Regions from separate parts of the Mus musculus genome. Here region 2 is linked to region 1. Evidence: chromatin contacts called from public HiChIP or PLAC-seq data. All regions are on one chromosome and are shown on one strand. Each heading gives the region's core, a stretch centred on a gene start, on an enhancer-like site or on the middle of the called end of the contact. The rest is flanking DNA. Distances are from core to core; before and after follow the strand shown.

Region 1 (7,400 bases), core at 3,646-6,145:
AGAGTCACAAGGAAGTGTAAAGTTACAAGAGTCACAAGGAATACCTGGTAATTGTTAACTCTCAAGATAGCTTCTAAGAGCCCCTAACAATAGCACATTTGCATTGCAGGTTCTGGGTGACTTTCTTTGAATGAGCACTCTTTGAACCCAGGAAGCGGGTGGGTGGAGGAAAGTCGCTATGTGTTTTATGATTAGCATACCTTTACAAAGGCCACATTCCCAAGCCTGGGCCTAAAGGCCTAGAATTCTGTTTTTACGTTGTTATACTTTCATTAACACACACTTAACTATGTGTTCAAATAAAATGCTTTTATAAAATAATTGAGTAAATCAGGCTTGTTATTAGTATCCATTTTCTTAAAATATGTTACATAAGAATGTTGCACATAATTCTGAAACTTTCTAGGTAAAAATTAAGACTCAAACCTGCATATTTAGTGACAGTGTCTTTAAAGATATGTAAAAGAAGGCTAGGAATGCAGCTCATGGTACTCAGAGCACTTGTCTAGTGCAGTGGTCAGTACCGAGTGTCTGCTCTACAGGATTTGGAATCATTTACAAGGATTTTTTTCCTGATTAGGTCAACTGAGGTGGGAAGACCCATTAGAAACATGAGCTGCCCCATTCCATGTGCTGGGCTCCTGGACTCTGCAAAAGGACAAAGCTCGCTCTCTCTCTCTCTCTCTCTCTCTCTCTCTCTCTCTCTCTCTCTCTCTCTCTCTCTCTCTCTCTCCTCCCTCTGCCTCATCAGTGCGTCTGTGTCCTTCCCCACCCCCACCCCCCTCTGCAGGTGGTACGGCTTTTATCAGGGATAAGTCAGAGCTGTTACAAATGTTGCTGATGAATCTGGTGTGCATGGAGCCCTGTGTTTGATCCCCAGCTTCACAAAAATGGTCTATGTGCAGTTAAAGCCAGTCAGATAGAATGGAATTCCCTCCTAGGGAGGAATACACAGGCTACTTAGATAAATACCTATGTAAGAAAGCTGGGATCTTCAATATCTTGATAATGCATCTTATCTGTGGAGTTCCTTCTTTCCCCCAGCTTAGTTTTGAAGAGCCCCTGCTTAAACTTTAGGGCCCACCTGAGCCTACATATCCCAGAACAATTTCCAGTGGCACTTTTGAGAACTGCTACATGAAAAGCCAGCTTCTATTTCCTTCTATGTCTAATTTTCTGTGAATCTTGATTTTCTGTCAGTTATCATTTCAGCCTGAGCTACAGAAAGGGCTTGGTTCTTAACTCATTTCACCCAAAAATGATTACATTAGTGTGAAATTATTGGCTTGGCATTACAGCAAAGGTGTGGAAGTATATGTATGTATATGTATATACATATATATATATATATATACACATATTATATACATATAGGTAAATATGTGCACCTGTATGTATATATTTTCACACCTTTACCATAATGTCAAGCCAATAATTTTATACTGTATTCATATGTACATATACACACACACATATATATGCAAACTTTAGAGAGTTAAATAGAAATAAATAGGCCAATAACCCTTATCAAACAATTTACTATATATATATATATATATATATATATATATATATATATATGTATGTGTGTATAACATACATGTATCATATATATATATAATAACTTACTACTATATATATGTGTTGCTATTGACCTATTATTTCTACATAGCTCTCTAGAGTTTACATTTTTATTTCTTGAACCTGTCTATGGCTTCCAGTCAGACACACACATCAGTGGCTCAGCAGGACAGGACTTAGTGATTTGTTGCAGTGAGGTAAGAACATACACTGAGGGCAAGTGTTGGTGGCTCAGTAAAATAGTATTCGAGTGTGTTAGGATGTGAGTTTGTGCTGGAACAGTTCAGGGAAGTGGAGCTCCCCCTGGACTGGGCCCTGTGAGGATGTGGATTCTGCCACTTGGGGTCTTTAATAACCCTATGTGGATGGTAGAGGCATGAAATCACCCTGCATGTATAACTGGCAGGGAAGCAGAACTCCCCTCAGCCAGGAGAAGGCAGGTTCAGGGATTTTGGTGGTTTCAGCAGACTTGTTGTTTTGTTCAAGTTCAGACATGGCATAGAATTGGTCTAAATTTGTCAGGATCCATCCATGTCCCAGTGTTAGCAGGTGCAAGTGGTCTGTGAAGTTACCTTCAGTCGAATGCTGTAACCCCTGGATGTGCCTGTAGGCTCGATCCTGGTGGATGGACCTCGCTATTTCTCTTAGCATCCTCAGCCAGATGTAAGAGTCCTTCAGGACCACCACCTTGCTTCGTGGGTATCAGCAAGCACTACCAGATGCTGGGTTTTCCGTTCTCTCTGCTCAGCTTGCCCTTGAGGGTGTTTTTTTTTCTTCTAAATAAACAAACATAATATTAAAAGACACAAGTCTAATTTTAAACTTGCTTAAGAAATAATTATCCATTAGTGAAGAATGTTCCCTCAGTTCCAAATATACTATTTTTTGGTTGTCTCAATTAGCATAATTTATCAACACTAAAAATAATTTCTGAAACAAAAATCTGCTGAAAATAGAAGTAAACAGAGTGCACTTCCTCCTCATTTTAGAAATCAACCTCTCTTTGTTTCGTGACCAAACCTTTAAACAGCTATAATGAAACACTGCCACTGATTTGAATTCGAAATCATTTTCTGATTACTGCCCATTAACCATTTGAAGCTCCCACCAGGGAAAGCACAGTGCAGACATGGTAAGTATTTCCCCAATACCAGTTTGCAAATGTGGCATGTTTGTACGATTAGCCTTGGAAAGATTTATTATACAACCCTCAAACCACCTTGGTTATGACAGTGACCATTGCTTATTCCATGTGCGTTTGAACCTCATTGTGAAGAGAGGTCACCAGAAAATGGGGACTTTTGTTGTCAGGAAGATGACTCAAGGTTTTGATGACAAAGGTCTTTCGTTCTCCAACAATTATCAGTCAAAACTCTGAGTTTTAAATCTGAGCTAGGGTTGGTGCTGCACGCTGGATGTCAGTGGAGTTGAGAATCGAGCACAGAAGAGTAACCTCATGACAGAGCAGAGAAAATGAACGTGGGTCGCATACACAGATTCATGGCTGTCTTATTTATTGTATACAGGAGTCCTCTGGATGGAGGGAACTTATTTCCATGAAAGCATGGGATAGTTGTACCCGAAATAAACCACACTTCAAGAAGAGACACTCTGCATCTAACGAGATGATCATGTGGTTTTTGTCTTTGAGTTTGTTTATATAATGGATTACATTGATGGATTTTCATATATTAAACCATCCCTGCATCCCTGGAATAAAACTTACTTGGTCAGGATGGATGATTGCTTTAATGTGTTCTTGGATTCAGTTAGCGAGAATTTTATTGAGTATTCTTGCATCGATATTCATAAGGGAAATTGATCTGAAGTTCTCTATCTTTGTTGGATCTTTCTGTGGTTTAGGTATCAGAGTAATTGTGGCTTCATAGAATGAGTTGGGTAGAGTTCCCTCTACTTCTATTTTGTGGAATAGTTTGTGCAGAACTGGAATTAGATCTTCTTTGCAGGTCTGGTAGAGCTCTGCATTAAACCCATCTGGTCCTGGGCTTTTTTTGGCTGGGAGTCTATTAATGACTGCTTCTATTTCTTTAGGGGATATGGGACTGTTTAGATCATTAACTTGATCCTGATTTAACTTTGGTACCTGGTATCTGTCTAGAAATTTGTTCATTTCGTCCAGGTTTTCTAGTTTTGTTGAGTATAGCCTTTTGTAGAAGGATCTGATGGTGTTTTGGATTTCTTCAGGATCTGTTGTTATGTCTCCCTTTTCATTTCTGATTTTGTTAATTAGAATGTTGCTCCTGTGCCCTCTAGTGAGTCTGGCTAAGGGTTTATCTATCTTGTTGATTTTCTCAAAGAACCAACTCCTCCCATAATTAGCCTCCAAACGATGACACCATTGCATACACTAGCAAGTGTTTGTTGCAAGGACCGTGATATAGCTGTCTCTTGTGAAACTAGGCCGGGGCCTAGCAAATACAGAAGTGGATGCTCACAGTCAACGATTGGATGGATCACAGGGCCCCCAATGGAGGAGCTAGAGAAAGTATCCAAGGAGCTAAAGAGATCTGCAACCCTGTAGGTGCAACATTATGAACTAACCAGTACCCCGGAGCTCTTGACTCTAGCTGCATATGTATCAAAAGATGGCCTAGTTGGCCATCACTGGAAAGAGAGGCCCATTGGACAGGCAAACTTTATATGCCCCAGTACAGGGGAACGCCAGGGTCAAAAAATGGGAATGGGTGGGTAGGGAAGTGGGGGGCGGGGGAGGGTGTGGGGGACTTTTGGGATAGCGTTGGAAATGTAATTGAGGAAAATACGTAATAAAAAAAATATTTAAAAAAAAAAAAGAAGAGATATTCCTTGGAAAGTGACTTCCATGTTGGAAAAGGGGTAGGTGAGACACACTGGGGGATGAAGGAGATGCGGATGACTGAAGAATGTGGTGGATCATAGCAGAGCATGGACTAGAAATAGGAAATGGACCCAATGTAAGAAAGGCTTCTATCTTAAGTTGGGTTCTCTCGAACCAGATGCTGAGACGATTTGTGGCCAGGTGTTTACGGTTTGTGCTTCCAAGACTAGAGCCTATAAGGAGAGGAGGGTGTTTAGCTGGAACTGCTTTCAATAAAGGCCTTTGTGTACTGTACAGACTGATGGGGGCTTCTGCCCCTCCACTCTCGGGGCCAGGACTCTGAGAGTCTACCTGAGAGACTCAGCTATAAGACCAGCAGCTCATACTCTGTTCCTCGAACTGGAAAGGGAAACTTTGGGCTGTTGCAGGTACCTTGATGTCTGCCCTGTGTATGGCCAGAGGTCAGTGACTCAGAGGGTGAATGTGCAACAAGGCAGGCAGCTGGGCTTGTGGCCAGGGGACATGGCATGGAGGCTGGGGGTTTGAAGGTTTTCTTAGGAATGAACTCTGGTGGAGAAACTGGGTAAGCTGAACCACACCGGTCTGTGTGAGGTGTCCTCTTTTAGAGCAGCTCAGTTATCTTATCAGCCACTCTCTAGGATACTCATTCCAACACTCCTGGTTGTCTTTGGAAACAGAAAACAGGCAATAGTATAAACGAATGAATGTATACGTCTGTGGCCTAGGAAAATCCTTGCCCCTTTTAAGAGTGTCCAAGTACTAATGTTTACAAAAGCTCTCTATGATTATATTATATTTCACTGACTGTTTCTCAGTCAGTACTTGAATGTAATATTCCCACCTAAGAATGACACTTCTTTAATTCCACAAACCATGTTCCTGTGTCAGGCCACCACAAGGGATGCCAGCTGCAAAGGGTTACATTCTCTTTCATATGTGACTATATTCTGTATATCTAAATCACTAAACTCACCTATAAAGTGACATTTTAAATATTTACCAGAAAGACCAAGTGGATTTAGGAAAACTGCATGCTGTCTGGGTGAATCGGATGACAGGAGTATGCACTTAGTGTTTAGATGTCCAGTCTGATCTCCACCGTGAATCACTCTGGCTCTACTTCTCCGCCCAGTATCTGATCCTGAGAAGATCCTGAGAAGCAGCGGAAATGACTCTCGGTCAGATCCTTTCACTGGAAAGATGAATCATGCTAATTCATAAAATACCACTCTGAGCTCTGGCCTGACAGTTTAATAGCTTTTTCCTTTAGTCAGTTGGTGTAAGAATCTAATTTTGAGCCTATTCATTTATCCTAAAAGGTCAATGTAATTTCCTGAGAGGCCCCGTGGTCCTGCTTCTAACACAGCACTAATGCTAGCACCAAGTTGTGAAAAGATAAAGCTCGCAGATGTCTCTCTTGCTGACTACTGAACATCTGTTCAGATCCACAGGTACAAAGTCTTCACCTGAGCGTCACGTGAGCCCTTTGTTCTTATATCACAATTAAACTATATGCCGTGTCTTCCCTGTCCTCTAGAAACTCTCTTTCATTTGGTCTGCCACACTTGCTTTGATCATGTCCCCCATCAATGCATCCAAATAGCCTACAGTTGTTCACCTGAGGCTAACCCCCAGATAGACCTCCCAGGGTACTCTTCTCATGATAACCTGTGAGGCTTCCACTCAGCCAAGTTGACATTTTTCCCTAGCTAGGACTTGCACATCTATGCACACCTGCACACCTTGTACTCTGTATTGCATCAAAAGGTCATCACCTGTCCTGAGGAAAGCCTTTCAAACGGAAAACATTATGAAGAACAATGGTACAAGAGGCAGTGTTTCCAACTGGAGGCTTGGTAGGAGGAGTGTCTAAAAGAGACTGTTGCAGTTCTTCCTAGTTCTTTCTTTTATACTGTTGAAAATAGGGTGAATCATTTCCTTGATGTGAAAAGGCTTGCTGGAATTATATGCTTCGATGAACTCTGGTATTACATTGTTTTACATTATAAGGATTAAAACACATCACCTGGTGAGACAAGACTCTGATTGTGAAAAATTATACCAGAAACAGCTAACTACAATTGCAACTACTTCAATATCGGAAAAGGAACAAAATATTCTGACTGAAGTGCTTAGAAAGAAACAGCATTTGGTTTGGGCATTGGAACAGAAAGAAGAATAGGAGATCTGAAAGGAGTCCTAAGAGGAACAGAGCCTGAAGATTCCTGGGGAGGTGTGCCCTCAGTAGCTGTGTTGGAGGATGCAGAGTTAGGGTGAGAAGTGATCCGGGATAATGAATGGTACTCGGGGGACAGGGGACTTTGATGCCATGGGAAGGATTTCCATTTTGCTCTTAACAGAGAGACCTGTTGAGAGTGTTTTGAGTGGGTCTGATTTGTAGCTTTGTTACTCAGCTGTGGGAAGGAGTATCTGAAGAAGCTCAGGCATGAAGAAAAGAGTGGGACAGAGGGTGGTCAGGGCTGCCTCACTTGGACTATAAGAAGACAAGCTTGGGAAACACTGCATTCTCGCAGTAGGGAAGTCTTACAATGGGTTGTATATGGCAGAGGGGAAAACAGTTGAAAAGATCATAAGGTTTCCTATTTCAGCACAACAACAAGCCCCAAATGGTCCCCATTGATTCCCCACTCCTTGGCTTCACCCACACTCATATGGGTCCTTCCCTAACCGAACAAGGGTTATTCTCTTTGGCCAATTGAATATGCCAGAAGCGATGATGTGCCTCCATTGACATTTTGATGAGAGCCAGAGCCTGAACTACTCAGCCAAGTTTCCCAGACTCCTAACACTCAGAAAAAAAAACTTCTAAGTTTTCAGAATTTGTTATGCAACAGCAGACACCAAATACTTTGGATGACTAGGACAATTTTGATTAACTATGAAACAAAGCAGAGGAAATGGGAACTAGTTATATCAAAGGAATGAAACTTTCTGTTTTTAGAACATACTTTGGCTGTGA
Region 2 (7,400 bases), core at 2,076-4,575, 330 kb after region 1:
CAAGTGGCCGAGAGAAGCTCCTAAAGAAATCTTCAGTGTCCTTAGTCATCAGGGAAATGCAAATCAAAACAACCCTGAGATTCTACTTCACATCAGTCAGAATGGTTAAGATAAAAAACTCAGGTTACAGCAAAGGCTGGCAAGGATGTGGAGAAAGAAGAACACTCCTTCATTTCTGTTGGGATTGCAAGCTGGTATAACCACTCTGGAAATCAGTCTGACAGTTCCTCAGAAAATTGGGCATAATATCGCCTGAGGACTCAACAATACCACTCCTGGAAGAAGTTCCAAAATGAAATAAGGACACATGCTCCACTATGTTCATAGCAACCATATTTATAATACCCAGAAGCTGGACACAACCCAGATGTCCCTCAACAGAGGTATGGATACAAAAATGTGGTACATTTACACAATGGAGTACTAGTCAGCTATTAAAAAGAATGAATTTATGAAATTCCTAGGCAAATGGACGACCTGGAGGGTATCATCCTGAGTGAGGTAACCCAATCACAAAAGAACTCACATGATATGTACTCACTGATAAGTGGATATTAGCCCAGAAAATAAGAATACCCAAGATATAAGATACAATTTGCTAAACACATGAAACTCAAGAAGAATAAAGACTGAAGTGTGGACACTATGCACCTCCTTAGAATTGGGAACAGAACACCCATGGAAGGAGTTACAGAGACAAAGTTTGGAGCTGAGACGAAAGAATGGACCATCTAGAGACTGCCACACCTGGGGATCCATCCCATAATCAGCCTTCAAACGCTGACACCATTGCATAGGCCAGCAAGATTTTGCTGAAAGGACCCTGATATAGCTGTCTCTTGTGAGGCTATGCCGGTGCCTGGCAGAAGTGGATGCTCACAGTCAGCTATTGGATGGAACACAGGGTCCCCAATGGAGGAGCTAGAGAAAGTACCCAAGGAGCTAAAGGGGTCTGCAATCCTATAGGTAGAACAACAATATGAACTAACCAGTACCTCCAGAGCTCATGTCTCTAGCTGCATATGGAGCAGAAGATGGCCTAGTTGGCCATCACTGGGAAGAGAGGCCCCTTGGTCTTGCAAACTTTATATGCCTCAGTACAGGGGAACGCCAGGGCCAAGAAGTGGGAGTGGGTGGGTAGAAGAGTGGGGGTAAGGTATGGGTGACTTTTGGGATAGCATTTGAAATATAAATGAAGAAAATACCTAATAAACAAAATAAGGAAAAAATGTGGTTCATTTACACAATGAAATACTACTCAGCTATTAAAAATAATGACTTCATGAAATTCGTAGGCAAATGGATAGAACTTGAAAATATCATTTTGAGTGATGTAACCCAGTTACAAAAGAACACACATGGTATGCATTCACTGATAAGTGAATATTAGCCCAAAAGTTTGGAATACCCAAGATACAATTCATAGACCATATGAAGAAGGAAGACCAAAGTATGGGTGTTTCAATACTTCTTAGAAGGGGAAACAAAATATTCACAGGAGGAAATACGGAGACAAAGGGTAGAGCAGAGACTGAAGGAAAGGCCATCCAGACACTGCCCCACTCGGGGATCCATCCTATATATAGTAGTCAAACCCGGATGCTATTGCGGATGCAGGGAAGTGCTTGCTGACAGGAGCCTGATATAGCTGTTTTCTGAGAGGCTCTTCCAGAGCCTCACAAATACAGAGATGATGCTTGCAGCCAACCATTGGACTGAGCTCAGGGTCCATGGGGGTCCATGGCAACAGAGTCAAATTGCCAGACCCCTGGAGCTTCTGGGGACTAGACCACCAACCAAAGAGTACACATGGAGGGACCCATGGCTCCAGCCACATATGTGGCAGAGGATGGCCTTGTTGGACATCATTGGGAGAAGCAGCCCTTGGTCCTGTGTGGGTTTGATGCCCCAGTGTAGGGAAATGCCAGGGCAAAAAGGACGGAGTGGGTGGGTGGGTAGAGGAGCACCCTCATGGAGGCAGGGGAAGAGGGGATGGGATAGGGCATTTCCAGAGGGGAGACATGGAAAGGGAATAACATTTGAAATGTAAAAATAGAAAATATTCAATAAAAAAGTTCAGGAAAAAAAAGAAACGAAAAATCAGTTTTATATGAATGAGCATTATGTCGACTCAGTAGGTTATTTGTTTGTTTGTTTGTGCGTGCGTGCGTGCGTGCGTGCGTGTGTGTGTGTGACAATAATAACTGAAGAAGACAAGAACTTGAATTTGAGAAAGAATATGTAGTAATGGGACAAGCTGGAGGGTGTAAACATGGGCTGCTCTTCCAAAAGACCAGGGTTCAATTCCCACTCCCTCATGGCAGCTCACAACTGTCTGTAACTCCAGTTTCAGTGGATCCAACACCCTCTCACAGACATAAACGTAAGCAAAATACCACTGCAGATAAAATACAATTAAATAAATTATATTATAAGAGAATTAAATACATAGTGAATCTGAGATGTCTCTAGCAGCTCTGACCCATGTTGAAGGTATGAATTTCCACAGCTTTTCTTCAGAATAGACAAGATGCACCATACATGTACTTCTGACACACAACACCAGCAAACACTGTCTGAAACACTTTGGCTCAGATTGGATACTGTTGGATGTTATGGACTGCTATGCTCTTACAGTACATTCAAAGTTTGCTATTCCTGTTAAAAAAAATGGTTTAATTATAGAAAACAAAGACCGCCATCCCACAGCACACACCAAATTAGTGTGTCTCTAAATTTCATTGTGTTGAAATGTTAGGTTATAAAAGTTTCCAGTCAGCAAGGTCTAGACATAGAAGCCCTCTCTCAAAAACAAAAAGTTTCTCATTGAGTTACTGATGTCGATTTCATTTTTAAAATGTTAGGTAAATTTTAACTTGTTATTGAGACACAAATGGAACTAAACATACTTCTAGTTTTTTGTACTGTATCTTGGCATTAAGTTACCAAATCCAAATACCAGTCAACTTTGAACAGCATAGAAGATGCTCTATGTCCTGTAGCATTAAACACTCAGTCAGGATTTAATTTTTTACATACAAGAAGCACGTCCATTCCATTGATAAATAAATATGCTCTCTTCTTTAATAAATGGTAAAGTTCCCTGGCATGTCAAAAAACTATTGTAATATGAAAGTATTATCATTTATTGTCACAAATGATGTATGCAACCTATTATCTACGTATGTATCAAGACGGCTGAAAGATTTCTCTGATGAATAGGATTTGCCAGCAGCAAGGGCTTTGGAAACCCTGTGGAGAAGAGTATGATGGAGAGAAGATGAAGCACTCATCCCTCCATGTGTCACCACCACGAACACTTCCGTGACACTCTGCATCCTCCATGACTAAGCCTGTTTTTACCTGACTCATGGAACAGGAACTCAGACTAGGCCTGATATTGATTTAAAATAATAAATAAATGTGGTATTTCCTGCCACCACATTGCAGGCTGAGTCACACCTGCTGCATGATGCTGGCTGTGACTCAAGCCTGTGTGTGGTACATATGGTGCTTTATTGGAACCCATCTTTCTTCCGTTCATAATCTCTCATGGTCCCTCTCTTCAAGGTGCAATTTTAAAGGAATTAGAAATGAGCTGCTCGAAATTCTGTGTGAAATTAGACTCGGCTTCCAATAGAATTGCTAATTGCACCAAGTCTTAAGCAGTTTAATTGCTTTTAGTAACTCACAGATGAGGCACAGGTATAGAGAAGAATGGTTACATCCTGCAGTGTCACTAATTCGTGCACGGATTAAAAGACAAACTGTATAGTCTTACTGAGGAGACTATACTTTTGATATAGTCCAGAACTCAGGTCGTCATGCAGATAGGGAAAACATGAGTCTTTTTTTATTATTATTATATTTACTTTCTATCTTACATCTGTGTGAAAGCCCACTGCTTCTGTTTTAATATTATAGTAAAATATATTTAATGCTAAAGATTCTGGAAAGATTCAGGTCGCAATCAATACAAAGTCACAGAGGGCTTGCTTTCTTGCTCTAAGCAAATGCTGACTCTAGATCTTTCATCCTTTACACACACACACACACACACACACACACACACACACACACAAACAAACACTAACACTGGATTGGTCTCCATGTGCTGCAAACGAAGAAACTTCTTTGGTAATGGATGAGAGCTACACTTACCTATGGATATAAGAGTAAATATTTTAAGTGCAGTTAGGAGTTCTGCTGGTTTAAGAAAACACCAGCAGTGGGTTCTCTTCTAGTTCCATGGTCTCACTGGCTCCATGGTTGCCTCAGTTTACCAGGCATTGATTCCTTCCTAAGGAGCAGCTTCAAAGTCTCATAAGAACGTTAGTTACTCCCAAGCTATAAAGGCTACTATTGAACCCTAGTTACTCCCAAGATATAAAGGCTACTATTGAACCCTGAAGGTAACAACATCCTCTGCTGGCCACTGCTGTGGTTCATGTTTTTCTCCTTTGTTAGATTGCATATCACCTTTGGATATTATAAAAACTCGTCCTCAGTGAAGAGGTGTCCATGTTAGCTCCAGTCTTACTTCTCCAAGTCTTGTATCAATAGGGTCTTACCTTCAAATTCTAGGAGACAACCAAGGACAATGGCAGTAGCCTGTATTGTCTTGGGAGTCTCTTAGTTTCCCCTGAACAGCAGCAACTCTAAAGAACTCTCCCAGGCCTAACTCAGTGCCTCTCTTTTCCTCTTTATAGAAAACCCTGTTCTAAAAACATCTATCCATCCTCACAGCCTCATCTCTCATTCTCTCCTTAGTCAACTTGACAGCCTAGCCCCACCCAAATCATTTGAGTCATTTACAGTTGTCCTCCATGGTATCAAACTCATTCATGGCTGACTTCACCACTGTCTTAGTGTTCAACACACTGGGGGTTCCTTCTGCCACAGTCTACTTGTATGGGTCTCCAATCACCTCAGTTGCTCTTTGGTCTCTGTTCAGCACTTTTTCTGGTTATTCTTGGGTGTTGTGCAGCCCAGAACACTATCTCTGACTTTACCTTACCGTTTTGTTCCAGACATGCATATGAATGGTTCTTCTCACACTTCCACCTGAGTACACACACACACACACCACACACCTAGCATTTCCAAAAGACAACACCCACTTCCCCTCAGTGTTATCCAATCTTTCTCTCCTCAGTAAGGAGTCAAAAGACACCCTTCTACAAACCTGGCCACCCAGAAGCCATGTGGGTAACAACTCATTCCTTCCCTCCCACTTCAAATCCTTGCCAATCCTACTGTGAGATGGCTAAGCCTGCTGTCACCTCTGCCACCTACATCATTATAGTGCTGGTTGTGCTTGGATTAATCTTGTAGCCTCTTAACTGATCTCTTTCTTATACTTTTTCATTTTTTTATTGTTTAGTTTTTCGAGACAAAGTTTCTCTGTGTAGCCCTGGATGTCCTGCAACTTTATACTACTATATGAGCAGTTCTCAACCTTCCTAATGCTGTGACCCTTTAATACAGTTCTTCATGTTTGTGGTGACCCCCCAACCATGAAATTATTTCATTGCTCCTCCATAACTTTAATTTTGCTACTGTTATGAACTGTAGTGTAAATATTGGGTATGTGAGGTAACTGATATTTGACTCCTCTGAAAGGGTCATTTGACCCCAAAAGAGGTTGCTACCCATGAGTAGAGAACGGCTGTTCTATGTTCTTATAGACAATTCCAAATGACAGTCAGAGATCCTGTTAAATATGCATTAAGCCATGTCACATTAGTTACCATATGGAACCTCTGTTTTCTTCTTCTCAACACCTCTATCCTTGACCACTCTTGCCCCAACTTAACCTGTTGCTTGTTTCCTTGTCCATTAAAGTATACTATCACCTTCTTCAGTCTAGGTCTTACTGTTTTCTTGCCTGGAATAATTAACACCTAGTCATTGTTGGGGTTATTCTACTTTGATGTCTAGATATTGTCCCTAAGCCACCTAAGAGAGGACATAACTCACTCAAGACATACATATAAATACATATATGCACAAACAAAATATACATGTACCTTTATTTAATTTTGTTTTTACCATTTTAAAAGCTAATTAGTAAACCATTTTGGTGCATAGTAAAACTTACTACAAGTTGCATGCTTACTTTATCCTAAGATTTCAAAAAAGGGTTTCTATGATATCTTATTTAAGAAATCTTATCTTCTGTCTATAAACTGATATTGTCTTCTCCTTTACAATTATTGTATGCCTTATTTGCCTTTCTGATTTATTGATTTCAATAGAATATGTTCAACTGTGTTGACAGTGAGCAAGGACAGCAAACCTCTTGGTTATAACAGGAACAGCTCTAGTATGGCATCAGGTATGGTGCTGTCTTTGCTTTGGGTTCCATTCACATCTTACTTTTCTGTTCACAAATTTAATGTGTCAATATTGATTTAATTAACATTAAAGCCAATGTTAATATTCTGGATTTGGCTTCACACTCCTTCAATGTGTAACTATGGCTAGCATTAGTTTCAAATCCCTGTGACTCCAGTTTGTAATCTAAAAGTAACTTCATTTTCCGATTTCTAGAAGCAGAGAAAGTGGAGGTGATTTGACTGTGTGTATGTAGTCTTGCAGGGAAGGGCTTGAGCATGCTAGTGTTCACATGCTGATGGTAGAGAAGAGCCTTAGGGGCAGGTCCTTGCCATCCACCTTGTTTAAGACAGGATCTCCTTGATGCTCACCTCCTTGTACTTCCTAAGATCTGTACTCCAGGGACCTCATGAAATTCAGGCACTTCCAGGAGTTCCTTTGTCATTGTCTCCCAATTCCTTGTAGGACTGTTGGATTATAGATGTGCTACATTGTATGCGGTTTTATGAGGGCTCAAGGCATTCCAGCTGAGGTCTTTGTAATTTCACAGAAGGTATTAAGCCATTGATTCATATCCCTATTCCTAGAGGTGGTTTTGGTATATATATATATGCATATGCCTTTTCATTTTAATAAAAATAAGTTCCATGTGCATTTTAAGAGTTTAATTTTTTCAATTGTGTGTGTGTGTGCATGTGAGTACATGTATGAGGAGTTGGAGCCTCAGGAGATGAGAGTATAGACAGTTGTGAGCCTATTGACACTATTGCTGGGACTTGAACTTGGGTCCTTTGGAAAAAAACAGCATGAATGTTTAACTGCTGAGCCACCTGCACAGCCCCAGTATTGCTTTCCACTTATAAGCCTCTCTCTGGAATTTACCTCAAATCTAGATAGCAACCTGTTTTCCTCTGGGAGAACCTAACTTTCTAGGTAGCTATCCTGCAATGATTAGCTTCTCTGCTCTTATTACAGTCATGGCACATTTTCCTTCTTTGGGGCTTTTTAGCTTCATACTATTTCCCTTCTGGACCTCATGCTGGTGTGTTCTTTACTGAAAAGTT

The links. HiChIP or PLAC-seq counts read pairs in DNA pulled down with a chosen protein or histone mark.
Region 2: a contact with region 1 is called in a FOXA1 HiChIP or PLAC-seq map of pancreatic cancer cells. The contact joins two enhancer-like sites. A contact is called at or near these places in 2 of 115 datasets of contacts at active chromatin or transcription factors (embryonic stem cells and pancreatic cancer cells).

Annotation. Positions count from the first base shown.
Region 1 is chr10:25,783,281-25,790,680 of GRCm38.p6, forward strand. 4930401C15Rik (RIKEN cDNA 4930401C15 gene) reads right to left here. Exons shown (of 5, transcript NR_045349.1): 3 at 5,421-5,572; 4 at 2,154-2,357. Among named protein-coding and RNA genes, the nearest start is that of 4930401C15Rik, 50 kb to the right of the region's middle. Within about 2 kb of position 4,896, at least 35 of the 459 cell types and tissues checked have an H3K27ac peak or open chromatin away from gene starts, as enhancers often do. A contact at or near this core is called in pancreatic cancer cells, where this site is marked.
Region 2 is chr10:26,111,191-26,118,590 of GRCm38.p6, forward strand. No RefSeq gene overlaps it. Among named protein-coding and RNA genes, the nearest start is that of Tmem200a, 36 kb to the left of the region's middle. Within about 2 kb of position 3,326, at least 26 of the 459 cell types and tissues checked have an H3K27ac peak or open chromatin away from gene starts, as enhancers often do. A contact at or near this core is called in pancreatic cancer cells, where this site is marked.